3 separate regions of the Mus musculus genome follow, and all the other regions are linked to region 1. A link is a contact called in public Hi-C and HiChIP or PLAC-seq data. All regions are on one chromosome and are shown on one strand. The core of a region is the stretch at or near the end of the contact, and the rest is flanking DNA. Distances in the headings are between cores, read along the strand shown.

The links. A called contact is a pair of places that touch in the nucleus more often than the background predicts. HiChIP or PLAC-seq counts read pairs in DNA pulled down with a chosen protein or histone mark.
Region 2: a contact with region 1 is called in a Hi-C map of cerebral cortex, with 8 times the contacts expected there. The contact joins two enhancer-like sites. A contact is called at or near these places in 3 of 39 promoter capture datasets (the 3T3-L1 cell line, cranial neural crest and hippocampal neurons), 2 of 484 Hi-C or Micro-C datasets (cerebral cortex and uterus) and 3 of 115 datasets of contacts at active chromatin or transcription factors (embryonic forebrain, fetal liver and thymic regulatory T cells).
Region 3: a contact with region 1 is called in an H3K27ac HiChIP or PLAC-seq map of DN3 thymocytes, with 8 times the contacts expected there. The contact joins two enhancer-like sites. A contact is called at or near these places in 3 of 115 datasets of contacts at active chromatin or transcription factors (DN3 thymocytes, craniofacial prominence and large pre-B cells).

The regions. Positions count from the first base shown.
Region 1 is chrX:12,150,554-12,153,109 of GRCm38.p6, forward strand. It overlaps a transcript of Bcor not described here. Among named protein-coding and RNA genes, the nearest start is that of Gm46687, 59 kb to the left of the region's middle. Within about 2 kb of position 1,273, at least 84 of the 459 cell types and tissues checked have an H3K27ac peak or open chromatin away from gene starts, as enhancers often do. A contact at or near this core is called in DN3 thymocytes and cerebral cortex, where this site is marked.
Region 2 is chrX:11,253,010-11,255,565 of GRCm38.p6, forward strand. No RefSeq gene overlaps it. Among named protein-coding and RNA genes, the nearest start is that of H2al1a, 45 kb to the right of the region's middle. Within about 2 kb of position 1,267, at least 28 of the 459 cell types and tissues checked have an H3K27ac peak or open chromatin away from gene starts, as enhancers often do. A contact at or near this core is called in cerebral cortex, where this site is marked.
Region 3 is chrX:11,593,408-11,595,963 of GRCm38.p6, forward strand. No RefSeq gene overlaps it. Among named protein-coding and RNA genes, the nearest start is that of Gm34187, 61 kb to the left of the region's middle. Within about 2 kb of position 1,269, at least 10 of the 459 cell types and tissues checked have an H3K27ac peak or open chromatin away from gene starts, as enhancers often do. A contact at or near this core is called in DN3 thymocytes, where this site is marked.

The sequences.
Region 1 (2,556 bases), core at 23-2,522:
GGCTTTGGGCTTCCTCTGATGAAAGGCGTTTAAGTGCATCTGGTTATGATTACAGGGGAGGAGAAAGCCAGGCGGTCTCTGGGGCTTTGGACCAGTCATCTGGCTCTGCCTTCCTCCTCCCAGCAGAGCTGGCTGCTGGTGAGGCCAGGAGGCCAGGTGTGGGGGCAGGCAGGAAGCAGAGGCAGTCAAGACCCTCCGACTCTCCAAGACGCCTGACCCAGGCCCTGGCTCTAGCAAGCGGCATTCCCAGAAACAGGCTGGTGACTCACAAATGCCAGGCTCTTCTGAGAAAGCCAAGCTGGGGTGGCGGGTGCCCACCTCTACCCAACAGCTCTTTCCTGATTTCTACCCGCTTCAATCCTGTCCCAAGAACCTGAGACCCCCTCTGCCCTGCTCCCTCTGAGTACAGCCTTTTGCCTCAAGAGTTTCTGAAAATGATTTAAAATGAAGGGGGCGAGGAGGAAGCATCCTAAAAACGCACTTTTGAAAAGAAAAAAAAAAAAAAAAACCTCACCTCAACCGGTTTTTTTTCTTTTCAGCTAGTCTGGTATAATTTTCCATAAAACAAAAGAATAAACATTACAAACGTTCGCTCACACTGTAATGAACAACCATTCTTAAAGAAGGGACGAGATTAATATGAAAAATAGGTTGTCCCAAGCCACCGTGTGTCCCGCACCTGTCTCTGTGTGTGCATAAAAAAAGCTCTTGGGGGATCGGATGGGTTAAACACCCTCTCAGTCCTAGAAACGAAAATGCATTTTCTTCTTCCCGCCCTGGTTTAATCCTGCTGCGTGTTATTATTGTCAAGTCTCTTCGCACCACCGTTTCTAAAAAGAAAACCCGTGGGTCTGCACGGCCCTCTGCCGCCTGCTCGGCTTTTATTGTGCACGCAGCAGGGTCTGCGTGGATCCAGCACGTCGTGACAGTCTTGCAGGCGCTCGCGGACACCCTCGGAATGGCATTTCGATCTGAGCTAGGAGCATTGTCTCAGAGGACACACACACACACACACACACACACACACACACAGGGGTTGCAGACCCCTTAGCCAGCCCTTCTCGTAACCCATAATTAGAGATGACCTTTGAGAAAGGCAATTAAAATATGGTAATGATCGATGCACTTGCTTGTTTCCAAAAAGGCAAATAAATAAAACAGGTGCTAGCTTTAGCCAGCTCCACCTGGCCGGGCCGGGGAGACTCCTGTGGCTCATGAATGAACTCTTTCTCCAGAGAAGCTTCAGCTACCTACGTGAGCGAGGGTTCCACCCCCTACTACTTTCTCTTCCCCTCCCCCACCCACGCTCGAGCAGCCGGGAGCTTGCTGACGGCAGCGGGGCTTTGTCATCGACACGCACACATCGACACGCACACGCACGCACCGGGCCACCGCGGGACTGCGGCGGCTGCCCTGTTGTGGCCTGGCTCACCGCGTTCTCCTCCCCGCCCCCTCTTTTAAAGAGCTGCTCGGGACCCTTTCTTTCCATCCTTTCCATGGGCCTTTGCGGCCAGTAATATGGGGGTGGGGGTTCCCTCCGGGTGCGGGATGGGCAGAGAGGACTCTGAACCCAAAAAGAGGTCAGGATACGCGGACCCCACGGCTTTGTTTTGCCCCTTGCTCCTGCCCTGAGGTCGGCAAAGCCCTCGCCAAGCTAAAGATCTACTGGCAAATAGGCAGGCGCATTGGAAAATACCAGCACTTCCCCAGGACCAAAGCGGACTGTGACCCCCTACACCCCTGAATTCACTCGGGGTTTGGTCTGGGTGGAGAGCATGTCCCCCCGCCCCCCGCAGGATCTCCCTTCCACAAGTGGCTATCCCAACCCAGACAAATTGCAGCGTCATTATGGTGGCTCCTGTTGCTTGAGGCCTCGGGGTTACTTGGGCTTCACACGCACCCCACTTCTACACTGAGGAGAGGGCCGGGGTGGGGGGGGGGGGAGAGGGGCAGGAACCCGGGATCCCTGGGGACTGCCTGGAGGAGAAACCGCATCGGGCCTTCTTCCCATTCCTCCCGGCTGCCTTCCGGGACCATGAGCACGGAGCCAGGGCGGCCTCTCGCCTTTCATTACCGGGCCTACGAAAGCAGCAGCCCAGGCAAATATGTAGCTATTAAAATTAATCGCCCTGCGTTGTCAGCTGAACATAATGCAAATTATTTATGGGCTGTCTGCGCAATATTTATCATCGTGCAGGCTCCAGGCGCTTAGTGCCTTCTGGCCTACCCCGCCCGCCCTGGCCCGCGGAGGCCGAAGATGAACGCAGGCTGCAGCGGCCCAAGGGAAGATCTGGGCACCCCAATAGTCTTCCCAGGACGAGGCTGTGTATCAGTCTGTCTTCCAGGCCCAGAGATTCACTTTAGTTTCTATCGTACATTGCTAATATTTTTGGAGGCCTACTACGTGCAAAATTGACAGGCCTGAGAAACTAAGGGTGTGTGTGTGTGTAACCATTTTAAACACACTTCTGAATCACAGGCAGGACGTGAGTTCGAGCGGCGATGCAAGCAGATCTTTGACTGCCTAAGAGAGTCTAATGAGACCTCAAATCAGTG
Region 2 (2,556 bases), core at 17-2,516, 900 kb before region 1:
AGGTCTGTCTGGAAGACATTCAGGAGATGCTCATGTCGCCAACTGAGAAGCATAGGGGTAGGTTACAGCAACATTGACATAAGGACCTCCCTTTAGGCTTCACCTCTTAAAGGTGCACACTGTCTCCCAATATCTCCATAATGGGAACCACTCTTTTACTTATGGACTTTTAAGGGACACTCATCCAAACTATAGCAAGAGGCACTCACTGGTAGGTTTTGAATGGCTAACTGAGGTGCCTATTAACATATCAAATTGAATGTTGGCCATCAAGTTCTCCCAGCATCCCTCAGTCCCTACCTGGCTACAGGATCCTTCTGGCTGGCATACCCTACCCCCTATCCTAAACCTCTCCAGGCCATGGACTGTGCCTGACTTTTCGTTCCACCAGCTTCTCGGATTGCTATATAATCCAGCCATTTTGGTTATGCAGACCTTTAGGCCTTTTGGCCACTACTCTTGGTGTTCTGCCTCTCCCGTTTTTTTCTTGCCCTCTCCTCACATTCACTAACGTGGGATGGGCAAGGGTATATGAGCAGTATATTGACAATGCCTACTATGTTCCTTAGAACAAGGGACCAGTCCTGTCCCACATCAGCTTTTCAGGCAAGAGGACTCAAACTCTGGCCTCAGACACATGCCAGAGAAGTCTACCCTTCAGCAGTAGGTGGCAGCTTTGCTCTCTAACCTGAGGTCTGTATATGTATGCTCAGGCCCCACACAGATGTAGTGAAGATGAGAACTAAGAAGTAGAAAGCCAGTTGAGGGTTTCGAAAGAACTTGGGACCCCCAGAGAATTGATTTTCAGGGAAGGCACCATGTGCTCAGCCCCTCAAATGAGCTTGGCAGATGGGAACGTCTTTCTGTGATGCCCCTTCAGTGGATGTCATTCTCTGACTGACAAGAGAATGGCTGGCACTATTACCATGGCAACCAATAACAGCCCACCCAAAGACCCTTCTACTGACAGAAAAGATGGAGCACAAACCAGAACTCAGGAACTCCACCTCCACAAATGACAACCAGAGCCAGAGGTAGGTGGCTTTTCTTTCCTCTTGACACTGTAATTATTACCCTGATCCTATGCATGTACTCATACAAGTACTTGGGTGGCACACACACACACACACACACACACACACACACACACACAACACCCAAAGCTGGTTGGGCCTGGGAAAACAACTGTCACAATGTTGTGCTGACTTGCTGGGTAAGCAGGAACAAGTGGGTGTCTCTGTTTTCCCCTGCATGTAATGATTCAGATGGTACCAGTTCCATGGCCTCGACCGTGGGAGGAGGCAAGAGCTGACGCAAGAGCGTCTGGGAGGCATTTGGAGCATCTTGAAAGAAGTCGCTGAAAATTCCTGTTATGAAATGCAAAAGTCTTCCTTTCCTTTTCTGTTGAAACCTTTTGCAGTTTTTAAATTGCAGTTAAGGTCTTCCCAATCAGCAGTTCTTCTGAGAGCACGAAGCAAGCAGAGTCGCTGACCACAAAGTGAAGGGAAAAATAAAATGTGAATTCAAACCATTTCCTAACTTGCGGCCAGATTCCAGTTTGGACTTTAAAAGCTTCCTCTCTGGTCAGCTTCCTGCACTGACGCAGCATCCCCCCCCCACCACCACCTCCCCAACCCCCGCCTCCCACCGCTACCACCAGCAATGCTCACTTAGCTCTGAGAGACTGTGTATTCCTTGCTATTAGAGATTGAAAACAGGAAATGAAGGGGCCTATAGGGGGATGGGAAAGCTTAAAACAACTTCAGAGGACAAGCTGATGAAGTCATAGATCGTATCGCCCTGCCTTTTCCATGTCGGGTTTCTTTAAAGATAAGGTAGTGACTCAAAATGGGCTGCCTTTTTTTTTTTTTCAAGATGGAAGCAAAGGAGGATTTTCTTTAATATCCTCTTCCCTCCCAGTGTTTCCAAAGATAACCAGATGAGAGAAGTGACTCGATCCACGTGCATGTAAAATGCGATTACAGGACAATTTCCCCATTGTGGTCCCTGAGGGCTGAGGCAGGAGGGGAAGGCAGGGGGAGGCAGGAGATGAAGAGGAGGCCAGTAGCCACTAGGCCTTGCATTGTTGATGAGAGTTCGTTAAGGCCCTACTCCAGCTATAGGGAATTTTGTGACCAATGGCTGATGTGCAACTAAATGGGATGTTGTGGCCTAAATCAAGTGAATGATGGGGCCTGACAGGAGCAGGAAGAAAGGGAAAGATGCTGCATATTCAGGACCTGCCTGTGAGATGGGAGGCAATGCCATCAAAATACCAACATGTAGACATATTCCACCATTGCAGGTGCCCAGACAGTGCCAGGCCAGGCTGTACTGTCAGATGAAGAGTGGCTTGTAAGAGTCCAGGGGACCAAGGTGAAGTGGGGTCCAAGAGGGAAGGCAGGCATCCCAGCCAGGCACTCCCCTGGGGAAGGAGTAACCCCTGATGCAGATGCTGAGAGGAGCAGTCAAAGGAGAAGGGAGGGGCCTGGGAGGGCTCTATGGGAGCAAAGATCTAGGATCCCCCAGCAACGGGACCCACAGACTTCAGTTCAA
Region 3 (2,556 bases), core at 19-2,518, 560 kb before region 1:
TTCTAAAGACTCCCTCATCTCTTAGTTAGAGTTTCTGTTGCTGGGATGACCAAGAGGTGCAGGTGTTGAGGGGTAGGGGAAGCTGTTCCACTTACAGTTCTACATCACACACAGTCCGTCATCAAAGAAAGTCAGGGTAAGAAGTCAGAGAAGGGGGCCATGGAGGGGTGCTGCTTACTGGCTTGCTCCTCATGGCTTGCTCAGCTTTCTTAAAGAACCCAGGACCACTAGTCCCCGAATCGCAACACTCCTAGTGACCGTATTAACCCGTATTAACCAAGAAAATGCACCCAAATCAATCAAGAAAATGTACCCAATCCGGTGGGGAGATTTTCTCAGTTGAGAGTCCCTCTTCTAAAAACGACTCTATCTTCTGTCAAGTTGACTAAAACCGAGTAGCACACCTCCTCGGAGCCTGGCATCTGGCACACACTAAATCCTCTTGTTGTTTTGAGCTGTACAGCAATGATCCTGGGTTTGTATGCTATACCTGTGGCTCCCCACCTTCTACCACCCAATAAACAGTACCTTTGCAATATATAAAGCTTCCTCAGAGTAGTGTGTGTGTGTGTGTGTGTGTGTGTGTGAGAGAGAGAGAGAGAGAGAGAGACAGACAGACAGACAGAGACAGAGACAGAGAGACAGAGACAGAGCGCCACAGCACGCTTATAAAGACTGTTCTCTCCTTCCACCGTGTGGGTTCTGGGGACCAAACAAGCTGTTAGTCTTAGTTGCAACTATCTTTACCTGCTGAAACATTTCTAAAGGCCTGACACTCTCACCCCCCTACACAGTGTCACGGACACTGCAGCAGGTGCCTTCAGTGTTCCTGGAGGTCTCATACCCACTGTTCTTCCTGTCTCTGCCTGTGAGCACTCACTGGCAACAGCAGCATGCCAGTCCCCTGTCCACATCAGGTTAACACATTCCAGAGCAGAGCTCAGACACCAAGGGCCATCTCTTTCTTGGTAACAACATGTTGAGGGATGCTCCACAAAGTCTCGGCGAGGCTCTACTGAGGGGTGCCTGAGTGCCAGGGCCCCCTATGTTGTTGGATTTTGTCTTCCTTCCCTCCTTGTCTCATTTCCCACTGTGCTTCCTGGCTCTCCCACCACCACCACCACCACCACCACCATCACCACCACCACCAAGGAAACACACTGACATTTTCATCTCCAGCTCTCCCTTTGCAGGAGTCTAAGCTAAGACCAAATCAACAGGTGGAAGGGAATTGGACAGAGCTTGGCTGTGCCCACACTCGAGTTTCCCCTTCCTGAGCAGGCCCAGGGACTTAAAGACACTCAACACCAGGTGCCCAGGTGCTTCCTGCAGGGTAGTAGCTTGGGGAGACAGAGGATGGCAAGCAGCCACGTGGCCCTGGGCCAGACAGCAGAGCTGCTTTCAAGGACACAGCAATCTGTCACCGAAATTCTCCTTCTCAGCCCAGTAGAGTTCCAGCCATACCCACAGGCCAAGAGATTAGGGAAAGAGCAAGGAACATCTAAACCATGTTACTCCTTACCACTGAGAGAGAGGATATTATATGACCAGAAAATGTCAGGGGAGGGTAGCTAAAAAATGGGGAGGGGTTTTCTTAAGATGGTAAAAATATTCAAAGCGCAGGTCTGAAAGATGTCTCAGTGGCAAAGTGCTTGTGACCCGAGTTAAAATCTCCAGAGCTCCCATAATCTGGGCATAGTAACATGAATTTGTGTCCCCAGTGCTCCTACAGGGAGATAGCAGACAAAGACAGGGAAAGCCCCAGATGTCCGTGGAGCAGCTAGGCCAGTGTACATGGCATTGAACAAAGAGACCCTGTCTTAAATAATGTGGAAAGCGTGGACCAACACAAGAGGTTGTCCTCTGTCCTACACACACACACACACACACACACACACACACACACTGTGGCATATATATGCTCTCTTGCTCTCTCGATCTCTCTCTCAATCTCTCTCTCAATCTCTCTCGATCTCTCTCATACACACACACAGAGGGGAGAGGGAGAGAGGGAGAAAGGGAGAGAGAGAGAGAGAAAGAGAGAGAGAGATATTCACACACAAATAGGCACACTCGTGGACATACTCATGCATCATACACGCACCCCCCCCAAAAAATTAAGAACTCTGGTAATGGTTGCGGATAGCTGTGAATATATTAAAATCCGTTGAGTCATATACCCTTTCTATGGGTACATTTTATAGTATATTTTTAAAATCTAAACTAAGGAGACAATGAAGCACTTCACCCCTGAAGCATAGAGAAGGTAGAAGTGAGCCCGGGGGCCTTGGGATTGGACACAAGGCATTCTTAATGACAACTCTGACCCAGTCTTCCCTCACAGCACAAGTGCAAACACTTGAGAACTTCTCGGGCTTCTTCCTCCAATGATAGCTCCATCTTACAGCATTCTGATTACTGTAAGTGGAGACTTGGGGGAAGCCAGAAGCAAAATAGGAAGAAAAGCCAAGTCACACAGTCCCCTCCGAGGTCACGCCTCCATATTGATTGACTTTCTATTCCTGTGATAAACAGCATAACCAAAAGCAACTTGAA